Regions from separate parts of the Mus musculus genome. Here region 2 is linked to region 1. A link is a contact called in public HiChIP or PLAC-seq data. All regions are on one chromosome and are shown on one strand. The core of a region is the stretch at or near the end of the contact, and the rest is flanking DNA. Distances in the headings are between cores, read along the strand shown. Region 1 has its middle 100 kb from the start of Abra. Region 2 has its middle 340 kb from the start of Gm41313.

What was found. HiChIP or PLAC-seq counts read pairs in DNA pulled down with a chosen protein or histone mark.
Region 2: an H3K27ac HiChIP or PLAC-seq map of VIP interneurons shows a contact between it and region 1, with 4 times the contacts expected there. The contact joins two enhancer-like sites. A contact is called at or near these places in 2 of 484 Hi-C or Micro-C datasets (cerebellar granule neurons and cerebellum) and 1 of 115 datasets of contacts at active chromatin or transcription factors (VIP interneurons).

The regions. Positions count from the first base shown.
Region 1 is chr15:41,968,673-41,972,880 of GRCm38.p6, forward strand. No RefSeq gene overlaps it. Among named protein-coding and RNA genes, the nearest start is that of Abra, 100 kb to the left of the region's middle. Within about 2 kb of position 2,384, at least 13 of the 459 cell types and tissues checked have an H3K27ac peak or open chromatin away from gene starts, as enhancers often do. A contact at or near this core is called in VIP interneurons, where this site is marked.
Region 2 is chr15:42,323,385-42,327,592 of GRCm38.p6, forward strand. No RefSeq gene overlaps it. Among named protein-coding and RNA genes, the nearest start is that of Gm41313, 340 kb to the right of the region's middle. Within about 2 kb of position 2,052, at least 26 of the 459 cell types and tissues checked have an H3K27ac peak or open chromatin away from gene starts, as enhancers often do. A contact at or near this core is called in VIP interneurons, where this site is marked.

The sequences.
Region 1 (4,208 bases), core at 1,134-3,633:
AATTGTGGTTGACTATTTTCATGAATAATCTTGTTATCACTGAACCAGTGAGCAAATCTTGATTATCTTGATAAGACAATTGCTGACCTTTCTCCTCCAGCAGCATGTGAAAACACCTTCCATACTGTGAAATCTAGTCATCAGGGACAGAATTTCCTGACAAATTTAAGATTGATTTCTTTGTGTCTTGCAACCAAAGTGGTGGTATCTAGCAGTAAAATCTTACCATCTACTTATGGTGGACAATCTAGAGCCAGTGTTGATTTGGGTGCTTCTGGGGACTCCCTGACCAATAGAGAGATGGCATGCCTAACACTAAAATTATCCTTTAGTAACCCACAGCTTCTGGGAGCAGCATTGTTTATCCATGAGCAGAGAGGTACTCTGAATATGTGTGTATACACTCTCTCTCTCTCTCTCTCTCTCTCTCTCTCTCATTGTGTAGCTCTGACTGTTTTGAAACTCACTATGTACTGACCAGGCTAGTATAGAACTCACAGAGATCCACCTGCCTTTCCCTCCCAAGTGTTGGGTTTAAAGATGGGCTTCATCACACTCAGTCTAAACTTATATTTCTAATTAGCTTAAGAAGTGGGATTTTATAGGACCTCTTCACAATTCTTAGAGTTGGCTCACCTGCTGCCATCCACACCTTTTCTCCACCCTCTGCTTCATCCCTACTGACAGTTTTAGCCACTAGTATTTCATATATCTCTATCTCTGTATCTCTTATCTATCTATCTATCTATCTATCTATCTATCTATCTATCTATCTATCTATCTATCTATCTATCTATCTACCTACCTACCTATCTATCTATCTATCTATCTATCTATCTATCTATCTATCTATCTATCTATCTATCTATCTATCTATCTATCTATCTATGCCATGCTTTTGTTTGGAGGGATGTGGACTTTGGATTAGAAAAGCACTTGAAAGACCTAAGTGTGGATTAATGGGCCACACTAGTAGGGCCGTGGAAGATAGAAGTATCGAGGGTGATTTGAGCTGAGGGAGGCCAGCTTAGCAGGTTTCAGAGGAGAGGAGTTTTTGTATGTGACCTAGATACTGTTCCAATGATATCTTGGCAAAGAAGCTGCCTGATTTCTGCCCTGTCCAAGAATTTTCCTGAGGATAAACTGAAGAGTTTTGGATTAGTTGCATTGGCAGAGGAAAATCCAAATCAGCTTAGTATTAAAAGGGAAGAAAAGCTCATTTAGACTTGTTTACAGTTTAGTCCATAGCAACTGGCTCCATCAGTCTTAGGCTCATGGCAAGGCAGAGACAGGGCTGAACGCCACAGCCGAGCACTCTCAGGGTTCAGCCAGGAAGTAGAGGGGATGAAGTTGATACCTTTCAATGGCACATCCTTAATTACTACTTTCTCTAACTAGGCTCCAGCTGTGAGTAGCATTTCCTATTGTGAATTCATGTAGGTTAGTTCATTGATAATGGTAGTGTCCCCATTTGTAGAACAAGCTTTCAACACAAGAGCCGTTGGGGATGCTACATCCCTAAACTATAACACACAGAAAGACTGAACATTTAGTAGAGGTGACCTTGTACGCTGCGATAAAGAACCTACTATTAACAATACCTTTAGTTACACTATGAACAATACCTTCAGCTTCTTTCAACTCTGAAGGGTGCCCATGAAGACACAGGCATGCTCAGTGCCTGGGAAGGCCTCACTCCTGGTTTGCATATTCTCAACTATCTTCCCATGAGTCCTTAGATAAAGGAATGGTGAAGGAGTCTCTGGAGCCTCCTTTGTAAGGGCATTGATATGATTCATGAGGATTCCATACTAGCTCCGTCATATTGGCTGTTTGGTCCCAGAATGTGAATTTGGGAAGAATATGAGCATTTGACATACAGCCAAAAAAAAAAAAAAAAAAAAAAGAGGGCAAGACAGAAAGGGAGAACTGAAGGGGGATACAGAGGGAGAAGAATACTCGAACACGTGTGTGTGTGTGTGTGTGTGTGTGTGTGTGTGTGTGTGCGCGCGCGCGCAGAATCAACAGGTAACACAATTGTTGGGCACAGATTGTAAGCTATTCTATGTTATAAAACCACCAGTGGCAGATACGCCACTCAAAACAACAGCCTCTGGTTTCCTACATTCTGTCTGCTCCTCTTACTCCTGACGTTCAAAAGTGAGAATACATTTTTTTTAATAGTTGGCATTATGCTAGTTGAAAGGAACAGTAACCAAATCAGATGCATTTCATCGTTAAAGGATGCCGGGTTCAGCACTGACGTAAAGATCAGGATGTTTATGGGGTTTCAGGAAATGCCCCAGTAAGTTCCAGCGATTTGAACCCTTGGCAAGGCACTCTGTGGCTTTCCTCTCTGTACTTCCCCACAAGGTTTATTTTTAACAATGATTATAAGCTGGCTTCTTTGGCTGCATCGCAGAATAGCCCTAATGGGTACCAGGCTGTGTGTGTTACAGGCCAGGCTCCCTAGGGGAAACTATCTTACATCTGACTTGAATCCAAGCCCACTAAGGGAGGGAACTTCCTTGGATAGCAGTTAGGTCAGCTAATGGTTGCAGCAACTACCAATGCAGGCGATGATCAGTTGCTCAGAGTGGGCAAACTATACAGGATAGCATAGGACAGTTTAGTTGAAACTCTTTCTCAAACATGCTTTGAATCAATACTCATGTGTTCCCAGTGGTTTTCATTTCTCACAGCTCCTAAGTTATCCAGTGGAGAGACCCACTACTGCTGTGTGATGTTGTCCCTCTTCATAAACATGACAGAGAGTGGTTGAAGCTACAGAATCTGAGAAGTGAGACTAATTCATCTCACTGAGCACTTTATTCATGTTCTTTTCTAGCTTCACCTTTATAAACCCACATGTCTCAAAATTTTTAGCACTCTTTATCTTCTGACACACTGTTGTGCTTTGAATAAAAATGGCCTCCATAGGCCCATCAGGAGTGGTACTATTAAGAGGTGTGGCCTTGGTGGAGGAAGTGTGTCACTGGGGGTGGGCTTTGAGGTCTCAGAAGCTAGTGGCTCACTGTCTCTTCCTGCTGCCTGTGGATCCAGATGTAGAACTCTCAATGACCTCTTTGGCACCATGTCTGCACAAGTGCCACCATGCTTCCAGCCAGCCATGATGACAGTGACAATTGACTAAACCTATGACCTATAAGCCATCCTCAATGCTTTCCTTTATAAGAATTGCTGTGGTCATGGTGTCTGTTCACAGCAATAAAAAGCATAACTAAGACGCACATCTTCTTTGGTTACTTTTCTCTGAGCATTTTCCACTTTATTGACTGAGTTTTTGATGGCACACGATTTCTAATAAAATACTAATAATATTTATTAAGAAATCTAGAAGGTCAATCCATTCTATTTTAAAAGACAGATTCTGCTGCTACTCTATCTTATGCCTCCTGGGGCTGAACTATTTTTCAAAGATGGACACGACTAAGAACATAATCTATGTGTTTAGTTCTTGGAAAACAACAGGAAGGCACCATGTTGTTTTTGAATTAACATGAATATTTTTGAATATATGAATATGTATGAACGAGGAAGGAGTGAATAACACTTCCTGAGCATGTGATAGCCTTCCCTGTCATGAAGCTCTCTATGCATGCTTTCTCTATGGGGTTTATTTTTGAGGTGTCAGGAGATAGCCTGTGATGACAGTGGGACCATCAGTGGGCTTGCCTCAGCCTTTATCGGGGTCCTGTTTAGCTGGGAAATGAGATTTTATAGGAAGCAGAATATCTTTCTTCTGTTTTCTCCCCCCTTTTCACATCTTTTCCCTTTGCTGTGAATGAAAACTTCCTTTGTAACACCAGTTAGTTCTCCTGTATCACTAACATGCCCTACAGAAGGGCTCATTTGTCAAAACCAATAAACAGACCATACCAATAACTGTCAGTTTCTTTTTATACCAACACTGATTCTATGACACTGTCTTGCATTTTAGCATATTTGGCTTTCTTTAACCTTGCATATGATTCTTAAATCTTCTCTTTGATATTAATTTTAGTAATTAGTTTGCGGTGTTGTATGATGTAGAAACCAAAAATATGAATATATTAATAGGAAAAGGACTACTACATTACACAGAATTTTCAGTGATTCCAATACTGTTTGAACCTATTATTAAAACACTAGAAAGAAAAATTACTACATTAAAATTTTAAGATTCTTGGAGAGGAATTTCTTTTCCT
Region 2 (4,208 bases), core at 802-3,301, 350 kb after region 1:
GCTGCTGAGTGCACCTCCCTACATGAATACTTGCTCACTCTTTGAGGCCAGCCTTGGCTACATATGCAAGTTTGAAGTCAGTTTGAGTGATAGGAGATTGTTTCTCTCCATCTTATATATAAATTGCATACATAACCATACCTTTAATGTATCAAATACTCCAAATGTTTCTATTGACTTTCAATGTGAAACCACAAAATTTAAAAATTGTTTAAAATTAAAATATAATACTTCATTTTTCTTTTCTCCCTTCCCTTGAATAACATACCCCACTTCTCTCTCTCTCTCTCTCTCTCTCTCTCTCTCTCTCTCTCTCTCCCTCTCTCTCTCTCTCTCTCTCTAAATTTGACCTCTGTACTTTCTTTCTCAGTTGTTGTTACATATGTATTTATGTATGAATAATATTAGTAAACATATAAATACGATCACAAAGATTTCTCTATGTCTTCCTGTGTATGATGCTTCAGCCACTTTGGAGAGAAACTTGTTAATTTGATTACAGTTTTAAACCTTCCTCCCAAGCTGCTCCTTTACGTTGAACATTTATCCTCAGTTATATATCTAATACCTTTCTTGTGACCAATATCAACCCAATGTTACTCTCACATAGAGATAATTATATAGTTAAATATGCAAATTAGCCTCTTCTGTCTGATAGTTCATTATATGAGAACATAGGTCTTCTCTATCTCTTTATTTTTAAAGACAATGTGACCTAATGTCTTTGTGACCTAAAGAGCCTAGTGTCTTTCACAAAGCAAGTGCCAACAGATACTTCAGAAAAAGGTGATATAGCCTGGCAGTGGTGGAGCATTACCAAGTGGTAATCCCAGCACTTGGGAGGCAGAGGAAGGTGGATTTCTGAGTTCAAGGTCAGCCTGGTCTACAGAGTGAGTTCTAGGACAGCCAGGGCTGCACAGAGAAACCCTGTCTCAATAAATAAATAAATAAATAAATAAATAAATAAATAAATAAATGGCAAAAAATAAAAATGGGAAGAGAATATGATATTTTGATTGATGTACTTTCTCCTTTTTCAAAACAGATGGTTTATCAGTTTTTAAGTAACCAGATTATTAAGAAAACATAGGTTCATACAATGTAGCCTAGTCTTTTAGGCGTACTTTTAAGTTGTGTGATTACTTCCAGTATGTTCATACTCTTCCAGTGTTATACTTTTTCTTGTGGCGTTCATGAGATGATTAATAGAAAACTTAATTTATTTACATATAAAAACCCCAGCTGCTCATGAATCTGTAAGTGTTTAAAACACTGGCACATACAACCTCCTACTGCTTCATAAATTCTTTCCAGTGACATATTGCCTTTGTATATGGTGAAATATTATATTTACTTAAGAGTTATGTGTCAAAAAGAAAGATGAATATCTGAGAGCATCCCGGGAATCCTTTGTGATTATTATTTGGACCTTCTCCGATGCCACCTCTTGTCATTTTCCTCTTGATTAATTTCATGTATATTCATTTGTGAAAATATGAGCTGAAATTATTTCTTGCAGCTCTGCCGTCACTTTGGGGCACAAGGGAAGAAACTCGGTGCCAGACAGTAGTCCTGTGTAGCCTCTATGACCTTTCATAGTTCAGACCACAGGTACTCTGGTCTAGGAGATCTCTATGAACTTTTTAGAAAGCATTAATCTATAACTATGTTTAACTTTCAAAGTGTCTGTAGAATCACATTGAATTTTAAGAGTCATGCAATTTTTTTATTTATATTAAACAGGAAGATCATACAAATGAATGAGTCGAGGTGATTCTGTTTGTGACTTCATGTGCATATCTCCTGACCCTCTTGATTACACTCTGATCATGAAGACAGAGACAACGTCCTCAGTTTCTGCACCATTCACATTCTGTTATTCCAAAGTGATGATTTGGTTTTATTTTAAACTGCAAGTGAATTGGGGAGAATTATTCTCTTCAGGTCCACTGTGGGCTCTAGGCCAGCGACAGCTGTCAGCTCAGCAGGGTTTCAGCCTGCCTTTCTATGGAGACTGACTCAAAGCTCTTGCCAAGGATGAATGAGAGTCCTGTGCTCATGGGAAAACACTCAGGTTGTCCTGTCCCTTCAGCTTGCTGCTGCTTTCCAGGCCAAGCCTCACTTAGAAGTCAGGAAAAAGCTGCTCTGTTCTTGTCAGTGTGGGGAGAAATACTCTTTGAATCAGTAAACTGGGTTTCTGAGCTGAGATGTTCCGTCCCTGCAGGGACCTGCGTTTTCAGCATGATACGATTGCTCTCCAGCACACTATCTTTCATTGTTAACCTTCTGATATGGACACCTCAGATCTTACACTGTTCTCAAGAGTTTCAGATTGTGGCCGCAAGGCATTCTTCTTAGTGCCTTTTTGTTCTCCTAACGAATCTTGGCTTAACTTTTGCCCTTCAATTAATATTCATACTTTGAGTGAACACATTAGCATTGAAGAAGTTTTTACTGCAGGAAAAGCAATAAGGTAAACAGTCTGTGAGTGTCATAGTTTGGATATAAAAACAACACCAACAGCTCATGTATTGAAGATTTAACTACATGTCAGTAATATTGAGAAGTAGCTGGATTGTGATAATATGCACCTCAGCAATTAACCCATTGATATGCTTCTAGAAAAGTTAGTTCTCAGAAGGAGTGTGTTTGGAGGAAAGTCCCTGAAGGCACGCTCTTGAACTGTATACCTTGTTCACTCTGCTTTGGGGCCAACCTGAGGCCGATACTCTCCTGGCTCTTATGATCCCATTGCCACATGACCCTGTCTTATCATAGGCCCAAAACGGTGGGCCAGCTGAGGGTGGGATGAAGTCTCTGTAACCGAGGTCTGGAGTAAACCATTCCTTCATTAAGGTGGTTTTGTCAGAGCTTTCGTTACAGTGACAAAAGGGGCTAACACAGTGAGAGTGTCAAGAGATTCTCCTTGTAGAGGCTCCAGGAGTTCTGCCTCTGTCACGTAATGTCTTCTCTTCTGATTTCCCTTTTTCTTCTAAGGTTGGAATCCACAGTTACAGCTCTGAAAGACCTATTGCCCATGTGGAGGGGTTTTTGGAGACAGAAAGTTCCAAAAACACACAGAAAAACTTCAGGCTTTCATTTGAATTCCCTCCATTTTCTTCTCTGCATAAATTTCTTTCATTGTAATATTTCCTTATAAAACTTTTCATATTTCTTTTCATTTACTTATAAGACTGTTCTGAGTCATGCCATGTTTTACAGGTGGAGCAAGGCACAGGAACACAATGGCAGAAGTGTCACTCTTTCCTCCTGGGCTGTACTCATGTCAGAAGAGTCCATAGTAAGCAGTGATAATCAGAAAACCCACACTTGTCCCTGATGGATACCACTGATGAACCATTATTTTCTATGGAAAATGGGCACAGTTTTTGTGTCTCAGAAACTCTTTGTAGAACTAGGTTTAAGCTGAAATCTGAATAACATGACTAATCAAAGTTCATGAAGAACCCTGAAGAAAGATGTTTCAGAGAGAGAAAGAGGGAAAGAAAAGAACATGAAAGGACACATATTTGGAAATGAATAGAAGCCCAGGCTGTCTGTGGGATATCTAAGCATGTTCAGATAGAGTTTAGTGATCCATGCTGAGCCAAGTTAGGAGATAATTCAAGAAGTAACCCATCTGGTAAATGGTGAATAGAAAAGACCTTTGACCTGAGATAAGAGGTGGCAAAGAAACTCCTCAACCCATTCATTGGCCCTAGAAAAGTATTTAGAAGAATCAGGTTCTGCATAGTCAAGAATACAAGATGTGTTAAATTATAGTGTATATTCTAGCTCTGAGAATGTTTCCAGCCCATACACTGACACATTATGTCGATCATTTAATGCCACGTTCAAGGCCTATTAATCAAGGTCAGTCAGGCAAATGCAAATTTCTACGCAGACTTGGCAGAATGAGACTTATTAAGACATAGCCTAAAACAGCCTCAGGAAACACCCCTGAGCTTTCCATGTCCATGGCTTTTCCATCCATGGATACCTATCAGGCTTGGACTTTGTACAACCTTCCACATCTGCTAGTGTTTTACTCTTCCCTCGCCCCGGTCTTAATATGCTTTCCTCACTCTCCCCTGTCTCATGTTAGAATGTGATCATTTGATTTCTAAATCTTCCCTCTGCTTGTTTTCTCTATGAGACTGGCCATTAAGGTTTAAACTTCTAATACTTTGGTGATGGTCTCAGAAACT